Linked DNA regions of Drosophila melanogaster: region 1 is linked to region 2. A link is a contact called in public Hi-C data. All regions are on one chromosome and are shown on one strand. The core of a region is the stretch at or near the end of the contact, and the rest is flanking DNA. Distances in the headings are between cores, read along the strand shown. Region 1 holds the start of eg (eagle). Region 2 holds the start of lncRNA:CR43940 (long non-coding RNA:CR43940).

The links. A called contact is a pair of places that touch in the nucleus more often than the background predicts.
Region 1: a contact with region 2 is called in a Hi-C map of the OSC cell line, with 5 times the contacts expected there. A contact is called at or near these places in 44 of 107 Hi-C or Micro-C datasets (the Clone 8 cell line, the Kc167 cell line, the ML-DmBG3-c2 cell line and 13 more) and 2 of 7 datasets of targeted methods (both in the Kc167 cell line).

What each region holds. Positions count from the first base shown.
Region 1 is chr3L:21,806,975-21,810,402 of dm6, reverse strand. It overlaps eg (eagle), which reads right to left and starts at 1,700. Exons shown (of 3, transcript NM_168938.2): 1 at 1,599-1,700.
Region 2 is chr3L:21,592,936-21,596,451 of dm6, reverse strand. lncRNA:CR43940 (long non-coding RNA:CR43940) reads right to left here and starts at 1,855. Exons shown (of 1, transcript NR_073967.1): 1 at 992-1,855. All of the region lies in intron 1 of TfAP-2 (Transcription factor AP-2), which reads right to left.

The sequences.
Region 1 (3,428 bases), core at 451-2,950, 210 kb before region 2:
GGAGAAAAGGTGTTCAAACAAGCAAACCACGATTGTCTCAAATATTTTGAAGCCGCTACAAAATAGAACAAGAATCAAGAACACAGCCCACTGAACCGAACCCCGGAGCATTGACACAATCTGCAATCCAAATCCAAGTCCAAGCCCTAACCCAAACCCAAACCCAAGCCCAAACCCTTCCTACACCCGAATCGCCTTCCATCTCGCGCACAATTGCCGGTAATATGCTTTATTATTAGCCCTGCCAACCACTGGAGACGGACATTCGCAGTATGCAAATCCACTCAGCAGTCACACGCTCTAGTTTGAATTGTCTGCTTCCGCAATTCTTGATCTGCGATCCTCCATCCTCCATCCTCCATCCTCCATCCTCCATCCTCCATCCTCCATCCTCCATCCTCCATCCTTGATCCTTCTTCCTTCGCGATCGAGGATCCACGATCCAGTCGCTTCAGGCTGCCCCTGGCCCTTTTCTGCTTGATTGCCGACAGCAGTTGGACAATTAAATGTTTGAATATCTCCCATCTTTGTCCATTCGCAGCCCCTATTGTAGAAATTTCTTGACACTTATCGCACAAAAGGCAATAACATTATTAATGAGCATGTCAATGAGCTTCTTTTGTCTTCACCATTACACTTTTTCTGGTTCTCCTTGGTCCTCCTTAGTGGTGTGAGTACGAACTCATGGGAGTTAAGCTTGGTCCTTGATAGCTGGGGATAGTTGGGCCATTTCTTCGCAACAGATTTGTCTTTTTATTGTTGGTTTTTTGTTTTGATTTTAATAGTTTGTACTAAGTATTTCAATTATTGCTAAAAATATTATTAAATTGTATAATTTCAGTCTTTAATTGGTTTGGTTTTTATAATGCAATTGTTTTCGGTATTAATCTTTTATTTGCGATTTATTTTGACTTACAACAACCATCCGACAAATTTATGGAAATTATGCAAAATGGTTTTTATTCAATTAAGCCTTTAATATATATATTGCTTGTATTTATCTATTGTTTTAGCGTTTGAATTATGTGTCCAGCATCTCAACTTGTTGTTGTCTCATTAATTCAATGAATAAATGTTTTATTTATTCTCTTAATATGTTTTGTTTGTCAGCAGGGAGACTTAGCCATTTTTTAATAGCATAAGCTCATATACAACAAAATCTTACCTTTTCCAGATCATATATTTCCACAACAGCATAAATTCGATGTTTTTACCAACTCACTATTTATTTATTTTTTCCTCTTTAGATGTTAATTTTTCCAGTTTTTTTTTTAACTTCACACACTGGGATACGTTTGAATGAAAATCAACTGATTATATCAAACACACTCTTCACATGACACCTTAAATCCGAATTATCGCTGATGATATAGCGACGGCTTTCGAAGGAGATTTCAGCAATCACGTGGCGCACATAGTGCCGAAAAACTTCGCGATCGGTCGGATATAATGCGATTGCGAGAGCGAGAGAACAGCGAAAGCCTGACTGACGGTGCTTGGCAGCGTAGCGTCCATCCGAGACTAAATCGTCGCCGTCGTTCTGAGCGCCAAACAGACTCGAACTGGCAGCGCGGCCCTGGCCTCAAAGATCATCTTACCCCAGCAGCAGCAGCATCTGCAGCGCGGCAGCACGAACAGCAGCACTAACAGCAACAGCAGCGGCAACAAGACAACAAAGCGCACGCGTCGCTAGATTGTGTGCGTGCGTTTGCAACAGTGGCAGGGCACGGCGAAACTTAACTGTTAATCGGCGGCCGTCGCTGCAGGAAATCCTGTTTGGCAAACAGCTGCTGTGGCGAATGGTGCGCGTGCTCCGTTCTGCCGGTTTAACAGCAATGTTATGGCGGTAAGATCTGTTGACTGAACTGTTAACGAAACAAGATTTGTTATTTTCGGGAGAATTTTAAAACAATTATATTAAATATATATTATTAAATAATATATTAAAGATATTATTGACAAGTTAGTACCCTGAAAAAATGCAGTTTTTTGTTTCTACAACGCTAACTGAAATAAGTCAAAACGCATTTATGTATATTAAGAGTGCTAACATTTTTCTCCAAGTGCACCCTGCTACCGACCTCGCTTCGAACATGTTTGCTGTACGTTTCCAGCTCGGTTCGCGACTCTCCGCTCTCCGTAAATGTTAAAGCGTCGCATCTTCTGAGAGCTGAACTGTGGTTGGCTGTTGGCACCGGCACGATCTCCAAGCGTTTCGTTCGTTTCCATTGAATACTGTGTCGATGCGGTTGGCTGTTGGCTGATGTCTTTTTACCCCCGTTTGACTCTACACACGGTACTGTTATCATTTGAGTGTATTGGCCGCGAGAGTGTTGGCCCTGGTTTGCTTCGTTGTGCATGTGCATCCAATTGAACTCGTATTGGACGACTAATGTGGCAAGGAGGTGGGCACTTAATGCCCGGCGATCAGTGTAAACAAACATTGGGAGAAACCAAGAAAACATCAGAGGTTATTTGTGGCTTGACCTGCAAAATGGAGAAAACAAGTTCGCCTCCCTAGTCTTTCGTATATTTAAATATTTTTATGTGAATCTTTGTCGGATTGATAACGATTGGAGATGACCACATGGAAAACATATGCATAGATGTTGGTTTATTCTATCTGGGGGCACTGCAGAATTCTTTTAGGTTGAATACAAAATTCTGCCACTAATGGTATATATAAAGCTATATTCTTGTGAGCGTAAATAAAATAAAAGTTGCATGAGATTGTTTAACAAGGAATCAATTTTATTAGGGCTAAATGGTATCCATTTAAATACATTCGATACGGTACTTCAACAACAATTGCAAAATAATCAATGCTAGTTCTGTGCTGCTTAAATCGGATTGCCACCAGGCGCAAAATTGCCAGTGGAACAATCAACGCGTTTCCATATGTCTAATTGAATTCTCCTGTCATAAGCATGATCAGATGACTGCCTTCGTGCGCCGAGATGCCCACTAAAGTGATCCCCGGGCATTTGACCAGTCGTTGTCTGTCCCTCCATCTCAACTCATCTCAGCTCAGACTTAGACTCAGGCTCAGGCTCAGGCTCAGACTCCCGGCTTCTGTCACTTGGTGATGATGATGATTTCATTTTAATAACACCACTGGACGGAAGAAGAGTGCCACGGCGGAGATCGTTTAATACTCTGCATTCGCCGCGGCCGTGTCAACACCACTTGACGGAGTAACAAGGAAGCGCAACACTCTAAAACGACGTGTAATTTATCACAGCCAAAAGCATTTAGCCATGAACTGGAACGGAGACTCCGATTGCGACTGCAACTGAATCTGGCTAGTTTCTTGGAGTAGTTTCCTCTGGCTCTGCCTGTCAGTATAGTTGTCGTCATAATCTGCCAAGTGGCGATGCAGCTCCTGGAGCTGCTGCGGTGCAATTTGGTCGTCATATTAAAATTTCTTC
Region 2 (3,516 bases), core at 606-3,105:
CGATCGATCGATCCATCCATCCATCGATCGATCGATCGATGATCGGTCCGCCATTTTCAGACCCGATTCGGATGCCGAGGCAAAGCCAAAACCGATACTGATACGGATACTGATACTGATGCACTGCTCGCATTACCAATTAATTCCCAGTCCTCCCCGCAGCACCGGGCATAAATCGTGATGCACAGTGGTCCGTGTGCCCATGGTAAATGCACCCAAGTACACCTCTGTGCAACTACCAACTACCGACCCGCACACCTACACCATTGCAGCCACAATTACATCCACGTCCTCATCCACATCCACATCCCAACCCATACCAGTGCACTCCCGAAAATGGCAGCTTTCTTTGAGCCAGTCATAAGCTGGCTCTTAACCGGGAGGCTCCTAACCCAAGAGCCGAGGAGCTGGGGATCGCAACTGCCCAAGAGTGGAGGACTCGGCCTGAGCACCTCATTTAAGATGCGTCTTAAATGCGATCGCCGGGGGGAAACTCGTGAATGCCGCAGGACTTGCATGACTACTGCCCAGACTTGTGGCTTCGTGGCACTTACTCCGACTTCAAGCGACTCCTTTAGCGGCAAGCCGCTCTTTTTGGTCCGCCTTGCCGGCCGCAGACAAGTGCATTCCATTTCAATCCATTCCACATGCAAATCACAATCAGCTCTCGAGTGGTGATTTTCCGAAAATTTTAACAGACGATGTGCAACCAAAAATGTAATTAGATTGTAGCATGGGAAATAATGTTGAAAGGTATTTACTTTCTTAGGCAATTCAACAAAAATCATCACTTTTAAATCTAGTACTGAGATATATTTACTACAATACAATCTTTTTAAAAACCGTACACTTGAAGATCTAATTACATTTCTGAATTTTTCGAAAGAATTTATGTACATATATGGTGTAACACCACGATCATCTATTGCTTATTCGATTGATCTCCTTCTAAGATTACACACAGACAGAAGTAAGTATATATTCGAATAAGTAGAATATAACCCAAAGATTTATTCTGAATAAGCCCACTAAAAATTCCCCCGCTCACAATGCATCTAGAAAAATGTCTAATTAACGAACGTAACTTTAGAGCAGAAGGCCCTTAAATGGAACAATCCCTCAGAGCGAAAGGAATAGGCACTTCCAGGACAGAGCCTAAGATTTCTAGGGGTTATGGCTAATGGGACTGCTTAGACCTCATGGATTTCTGGACTGGACTTGGGCGGGGGGAGCGGCGTATGCAAATGGAGCCCTTGTGATTGAGTGTTTGTATCTGCAACTACCTCGCCATAATTTTCCGCATTCACTTGGGCTCGGAGTCCAACGCATGTATATGTAGTACGTAGCCCTGCTCGAATACTCGAGTGTGGTAATATTTTGAAACAGCCCCGGGCCATTTCGTTCATATTCGTTAAGTCCTCAGATGCAGGCAGATTCAAATTTCGGGGGAAGCCAAAAGCTGCGGCTGTGGCCCGCTTGCGATACACGAATGCGAATCATCAGCGACATGGTCGTGGCCCATGGCCCATGGCCCATGGTCGCTTCTTCGCTCATTCGCCAGTTCGCCAGTTCGTCCGTTCGCCAGGTCCTCCTTCCTCTTCTTCTGGCCGGTCTTCCAGCAGCAGCAGCGCAGGCCCAGGAAAAGGCTCCTGCTCCGGCTCCTGCAATGTTGCACGACGCCAATAGCCGCGGGGAAGATAAGCGAGTGAGCCGCGCTCGTCGCAGTCCTGGGTTCCTCCAGCCTCCTGTCCTCTACTGCTGCCCAGCTTTTGCCCCTACCTGCACTGGAAAAAAACTGTGACTGGCTAATGCACGACATAACATGAAAAGCGTATATATGTTATGTATACGAACTAACTCAAAATCTATTGTGATAGCCTGAGCGGGACAGTGCACCGCTTATTTCTTTCAGTGTGCCCCAGCTCCGACCGAGGTTCTCTGTGCGGCGGTGTGTGCGTTTTCAGATGCAGTTGCAGCAGGCGGATGGCGAATGGCGGATGGCGGATGTTTGCAGCATATTTCCTACGGCTGTGCTCATGTGCACCTTTAATCCGCTCTGTTTTTCGCAATTCGGCGTACGAGCAGATAGGCGATAGAGCGCGGAGCACCAGGGCGGACCATTTAAATTCGAGGTCAAAGGAAACGCATTTGCAGCTGTGTTTACCCACCGTAGATTGCGATTGCGTACATAAATTGCGAGCATATCGCTCGCCTGCACACACACACACACACTATCGAGTGAAAGGATTATCCTAAGATAGCCCAAAGTTTCAGATACCGATTCTTTATTGATTAAAATAATCTATGCCATTTCGTAATACTTGTAAATTAAATGCATTACATTGAAACCCATCACATTCCTATAAAATAATGGGATTCTGACTGGCTAGAAGTTAAGACCTGAGTATAGAACAATAACTTATTAACTATATCAACTTATTCATCTATAATATACATAATACATATTTTTAGAACCTATGTGTATGCACCCAAGCGATACTCAAACGAGAGATAAGTTTAATGACCCTTGAGCGTTGCGTATAATTATAATCCTATTTCCCCTATGCCATTAGGTGGTTAGGATGTGCGGACAGGAGTCCGGCTGATGCTCCTCCGCCTCCTACTCCTGGTACTTCTCGTCGGAATAAGTGATTCCCTGGCTCCGTAACTCCTTTCACGCGTCACGCACAAGAGGTCGTGAAATGGTCAGCGCCAGTTAATTAGGCAATAAAACATGAATGCCGAATTGCGTGCGGTGCCTTTTTTTAGCTTATAAAAAACGGATTTCTATGTGAGAAAATTATCAGTGCGTTGGAGTCGAACGAAATTGCCACTATTAAATCAAGCGAATCGCCACAACCGAGTGGCATCGCATCAGCATCAGTGGCGCAGACTTTGAGATACTCAGATACTCAGACACACATTCGCATCCAATTTGCGATAAATAACTGCGGAGACGGATTCTCGGTTCTGGATTCTGGATCCTGGATTGTGAGTTCTGGTTTCCAGACTCCGACTTCGAAAATTAAAAGCAAACAGCCAAATAAGAGATGTAAGCATTTGGCCGAGTGCAAGTGGTTGTTAAGGAATATAAATTGGACTATAAAATCATTAAAGCGCTTAATAATGATTAGCTGTCTTTAATTCCTCGCTCGTTTTTACGCTCCCAAAATGGTGTAATTATGCCATCGCGGCGATAAAACAAAACGAAATGAGACCAATATCTGGGGCACAATCTCAGCCACAATGCGATTTATCCTGCAATCCAATAGTGTTATTAAATTAATCAACTCAACTTCAAAGGATTTTGAAATCTAGTTCAAAAAAATCTTGCTACTGTATTCCAAAACTTCATTTCTCAAGCTCCTCTTAAAAATGATTTAGAAACTCCTTCCGCATTAGTCCATTAAAACCTAAGATTTAGGATATAATAATAATAAATGTCAATGTTTGTGTACCTTTAAAAAGTCACTCAAGTAATTTTGCTATCTTACATAAATAAAAGCAAAGTTCTGG